Linked DNA regions of Mus musculus: region 1 is linked to region 2. Evidence: chromatin contacts called from public Micro-C data. All regions are on one chromosome and are shown on one strand. Each heading gives the region's core, a stretch centred on a gene start, on an enhancer-like site or on the middle of the called end of the contact. The rest is flanking DNA. Distances are from core to core; before and after follow the strand shown. Region 1 holds the start of Cby3 (chibby family member 3). Region 2 holds the start of Rnf130 (ring finger protein 130).

Region 1 (2,700 bases), core at 197-2,696, 330 kb after region 2:
CTGGGCTCAATCTGCCCCCAAAAGTTTCCATTGCTACACTCTGGACTAAGGTTGCACTAAAATTCCTGGAGGGCAATCTACATGTGTTCTAGAGCAATACCAGATTCCTTATGCTCACCTCCCATCCACCCCATTGCCAAGAATGTTGGCTTAAGGTACTGTGTGCCACAGCCTATAGGCTGGAGCTGCTCAGGAGACTAAGATGGGAGGAGGATCACTTAGGCCTAGGAGATTTGAGCCAGCTTAGGCTAACAAAGTGAGATCAGGTCTCCAAAAACCCAAGTAAGGGGCCTGAGATGGCTCAGTGAGGGAGGGGCCTGCTGCACAAGCCTGAGACCCTGAGTGCAGAACCCCAGTTCTCATGGGATTGAGTGAGTGTGGCAGCCTGCATCTCTAACCCCAGTGCTGACACGGGACACTGACACACACAATCTGCAGGGTACAGCAATGTCTGTCTGGAACTTAAGGGAGAGACAGAATGAGTAAGATCCCTCTGCCCTATCTTCATTAATACAACACATGACTTTCATAGCTGGCCAGAAGTCGAGTGGTACCCAACTCCCACCTTGTTCACAGAGTGCATCTCTGGGAGCTCTCTCTCACCTTTGATGTCACTACAACTCCAAGAAGACACTTCCCTGGCAAAGGTGGGGGTAGAAGATCCCTACAGCTTTTTGGCCAGCTGGCCTTTTGACTCTGCTAACTCCAGGTTCAGTGAGACTCTGACTCAAAAAATAGGGTGGAAGACCAGGCAGGTTGGTGCACTTTTGATCTCAGCACTCTAAGGCAGAGCAAGTGGATCTCTGTGAGTCTGAGGCCAGCCTGGTCTACAGAGCTAGTTCCAGGATAGCCAGGACTCCATAAAGATACCCTGCCTTTATGTTTATAATAAGTAAACAAACAAGTAAGGTGAAGAGTGATCAAGAAGATACTGGAGGTTAGCTTTTGGCCAGAGGTCACACTACCCATACTCCCACCTTCCACATAGAAGCCAGAAACATATGATTATAATCCGGCTGGAAGGCTAAGGCAGGAAGCAGGCAGATCCCTTTGTTGTTGTTTTGTTTTGTTTTTCCAGATAGGGTTTCTCTGTGTAGCCCTGGCAGCCTTGAACCAGGCTGGCCTCGAACTCTTGAAACCCACCTGCTGCCACTGACTGGCTCAGGAGGATTCTTACTAGCCTGGGCTACAGGGTAACCTGGGCTATCCTGTCTCAAAAGGACCTAAATCAAAACAAAGATTTAAACAAAATGAGGGGTGCGATTTTATGATTGAACGTCTTCCCTCCCCCAGAACAGTGCCTGGAGCACAGTCAATGCTCCGGAAACTTCCCGTAACTGAACACACTTCACTGTCTACACCACCTCTACCCTAGGAGGCCTGGCAGGGAGGCATTGTGAGTCACAGCTGGCAGACAGGTGGGTGCCATAACCCAGAAATGGGGCCAGGCCTGGGACAGCAGCTTGGGCACCGCCACCACATCTTCCAGGTGAGGAACAACTCACAAGGAATGTCAGGAAACAGTCTACTGGGGAAGTTGTAACCTCAAAGATGGATGTGTAGGGACTTCCAGAGACTCGCTCCATGAGTTAAATCAGGGGGTGGGGGAGAACACCTGTCTCTGCCCACCTGCACAATTCTGTTGGGTTTAATGAAGGTGTGGCAAAGGAAACCCGACAGCAGTTTTCACTCCTGCCCTCGATGGCAGGAGAGGTATTTGAAAAACCACACTGTAGAATCAGCACTTTATAGGTGTTGTGAGAAGAGTTAGGAAGCAAGTAAGATGGGTTCTGGTAGTTATCTGGGCTTTAGATTCCTATCAGTAGTTGGCTAGGAACAAAAGTTAACTCTAGTGTGCAGCATTCTAGTTACTTGAAAGCTAAGTATGGGTCTAGGCTAAGGCACCTACCTGTCTGTCCTATGATGTCATTGATTACACTGGATGTTAATACACGCCTTTCCAGCTGGACCAGGAACATCTTGAGGATAGACAAAGGCTGTGCTTGTGGTATCCTCTGTGCAGGCCAGACCTGGCATGGAGCAGGTGCCAGTGCTAGAATGTGCTAGACATCTCACCAGACAGATGCTCTGCCGAGTTCACACTAACCCTGACTTTGCAGCCATCAGCAGCCTCCCTTAAAGAATGACAACCACAATGTTCAATTTCCCTGTACTGTACCGAAAAATGCCCTCTGGCTCACCTTTCTAGCCTACGTTTCTGCTATTCTCGGAACCAATCCTATTTGTCGGCTCTTTCATGCATCTGGAACATGACAGCCCTTTGCCTCACAGCTGTCAGCAAGAAAAGGCCTGTCCTACTTGCTTGGCTACTGATCTCTACTTGTGGCCCCCTACCTGTGGTCTCTTCCAGCATTTCAGAGAACGTGGTTTCTGGGCCTTTACATTATCTCTTTTTTTGTTTGTTTTTCGAGATAGGGTTTCTCTGTGTAGCCCTAGCTGTCCTGGAACTCACTTTGTAGACCAGGCTGGCCTCGAACTCAGAAATCCACCTGCTTCTGCCTCCCAAGTGCTGGGATTAAAGGCATGTGCCATCACTGCCCAGCCCTACATTATCTCTTACACACCTACATCCTAGATAAAGGGTCCCGGGGAGGTAATTTTGGTGAACACGGCTGGTGTGACTATGCAGGAATGGGCTCCCCTACTAGCCTACAACTGCAGAGTCTAGCCTGAGCAGGC
Region 2 (2,700 bases), core at 93-2,592:
GAGGGCTCTATTCAGACTTCAGCCCACATCCTCCAGGAAGCCCCCCACACCCAAGTACCCTAAACACTACATTCTCATTTCCCATATACTGTTACACCAGTAGTTCTCAACCTTCCTAATGCTGTGACCCTTTAATACAGTTCTTTATGTTGTAGTGACCCCAACCATAAAATTATTTTCGTTGTTTACTCCTTCCTCTACCCTGGTTTTGTATCAGGTGTGTGTGGACTTCTATCACTTCTCGTCAGGGGCATCAGCACCCCACACACTAAAAACCCTTGCTAATACCATACACATTTTTAGCAAAGGGAAGATTAGACCAACAAATGGGAGGGGAAAGGAGATTCATATTAGAGATAGTCTGATGCAGGCTCCAAACATAGCCTGTGACTCTTTGGCAGGCACCTCCGGGGTCTCATCCTGAGAATAGGTACTGGGGTCCATTTCACCCAGTGAGGAGAGGCCCAATTACTGAAGAAACAGAGCAGAGTCCTTGTTAAATGCCGTGGTACTATGCCATTTTACAAAAAGGAAGTGAAGGCCTGTGGCTCTGGGTATTCTGGGGGCGGGGAGGGGGGAGTGGGGGAAGAGGACCATACCAACCTGATGAAGTTAACATCCGTCTCTAACAGACCTTGCTAACCACTCAGATGCCTTATTGGGTCCAAGTCTACTGGGCCCCAAACGCAAAGGCACTCTCCCGACTGATGTCAATTATTGTACAGCATGCAACCAACCCAGTGGAAATGTTAGCTCTCACAGACATTTAATTTAAAACCTTAACGATTAGCTTAGTTTCTTTTAGTGGTATCTCCAACATCTCTATAGGTTCTTGGAAAGCTTCACAGATCCAGGTCATAGCGGGGTATGAAGCCCGGGGCAGTTCACTGAACCCAGTGCCAGCAAGCAGGTGACTGGACCGCCCCTGGCCCTCGTGCGGGAGGGCGGGAGCAGGCAGCGCCTATTGCGCACGCGCAGCGGACGGGTTTGCGCATCGGGCTTGCGCGTTGCCGCTCTGCTGGAGGGAATGGGGCGGCGGCGGGCACGCGCCTGAGGCGGCGTTGCTGACCCTCCCCGAGCAGTGGGGACCACTCCTTCCCACCACTCCGAGTCCTCTCAGGGGCCCTGTCCGCAGGCCTAGTCCCTGGGCATTCCAGGTGCCCTGACAGCACACGGCCTGACGCGCCGTCCTTCCCCTGAGAGATCCACGGGCGCGCACTCGCGCGCGGGCCGCGGACGTGAGGGCGGCGAACGGCGGAGCCGCGGCGCCGAGGAGGGCCGTGCTCGTGCCCGGCTCGTTTCGAGGCGCGCGCGCGCTCCCGCCGCAGCCCGGGCCGCGCCCGCCCCGCCTCTCAGCACCGGCCCCGGAGCCCGGTCCGCGAGCGGCGGCGGCGGCGGCGGCCGGAGGGACCATGAGCGGCGCGGCGCGAGCGGGCCCGGCCCGGCTCGCGGCGCTGGCCCTGCTGACTTGCAGCCTGTGGCCGACGCGAGCGGACAACGCGAGCCAGGAGTACTACACGGCGCTCATCAACGTGACGGTGCAGGAGCCCGGCCGCGGCACCCCGCTCACGTTCCGCATCGACCGCGGGCGCTACGGGCTCGACTCACCCAAGGCCGAGGTCCGCGGCCAGGTGCTGGCACCGCTGCCCATCCACGGAGGTGAGGCCGGAGCCGAAGCCCGAAGCCGGGCGGGGGTCGCGGGGGCGGCGTGGCCGGGGGTCTGCGCGCCGTTCGGCCGCCGGCCCAGGGGGCTCGAGGTCCTCGCGCTGTGGAGCCTGGCCTGCTCCCCGCTGAGGAAAGAGGCTCCAGAAACCCTGCTGCATTTCACCCTAAAACTAAAAGAGAGCGAGACTTAGAACGTCCTCCTCTTTTTCATTTAGTTAGCTTGTTTACTGGAGGGCACTGGAATGCGAGTTTTCAGGGACAGTTGAGACAAAGGAGGTGGTGCAGGGGCGCAGAACTAGTTCATGGTGGACGAGATGCTTAACCTGTTTTTTGGAATCGGTAGGTTTGTTCCTGAAATCCCACGGATTTAACACTGCAGTGAATCTCTAGGGATCAGAGCCCCCCCCCCCATCTACTCCCCCTCCCCCTCCCTCTCCCCCCAGTAGTGGCTAAGGGGAGAGGGTCCCTGTTGCTTTTGGTTTTCTCTGGCCCCGATAGTTGTGCTGTCATGAAACGCTAGAGATTTTCACATTATAAAGAATGTGAGAGTAGCTGAACTAGTAGCCAAGTCTTTGGTCACGGGTGCCCATCCAGAAGGAAAAAAGGTAAAATGATCAGGAATCGTCTTTGAAGCCATTTGATTTAGCCTTGGCGTTCCCTTTGTGTATGCTGGCTGTGAATTCTTAATGATTTGGTGTAAACTGGTATTTGTTAATTACTGGCCGTGTTTTAAAGGACATTTCTCCGTGGAGTGTGACATTTGGGGACTTTGGCAGGCTGGACTTCGGGGAGATGTCTCCCATCTTCTATATCCTCCCGTTCTCACCTTACAATGTTGAGAGGATTAAAAACCAAAATTGCTATTCGTGTTCAGATGACCTAATCTAGGCAATAGTGTTTGCTTTTATAGTCTAAAATATTAAAATATGCTCTCTGAGCTCGGTATTTGTATAACATATATTAAGCAGTTGTTGTTGAGGCATACTGGCTTGGGGCATAAGGTTTTACTGTTGTCTTTCTTCAACTTAGACTGGG

The links. A called contact is a pair of places that touch in the nucleus more often than the background predicts.
Region 1: a Micro-C map of embryonic stem cells shows a contact between it and region 2, with 3 times the contacts expected there. The contact joins the promoter of Cby3 here to the promoter of Rnf130 in region 2. A contact is called at or near these places in 5 of 39 promoter capture datasets (the C10 cell line, embryonic stem cells, hematopoietic stem and progenitor cells and 2 more), 3 of 484 Hi-C or Micro-C datasets (all in embryonic stem cells), 1 of 115 datasets of contacts at active chromatin or transcription factors (bone marrow-derived macrophages) and 3 of 9 other capture datasets (adipose tissue, embryonic stem cells and liver).

The regions. Positions count from the first base shown.
Region 1 is chr11:50,356,315-50,359,014 of GRCm38.p6, forward strand. It overlaps Cby3 (chibby family member 3), which reads left to right and starts at 1,447. Exons shown (of 2, transcript NM_029691.1): 1 at 1,447-1,489. Mir804 (microRNA 804) reads right to left here and starts at 1,565; the gene lies at 1,471-1,565.
Region 2 is chr11:50,023,989-50,026,688 of GRCm38.p6, forward strand. Rnf130 (ring finger protein 130) reads left to right here and starts at 1,343. Exons shown (of 9, transcript NM_021540.4): 1 at 1,343-1,659. The coding sequence starts at 1,413.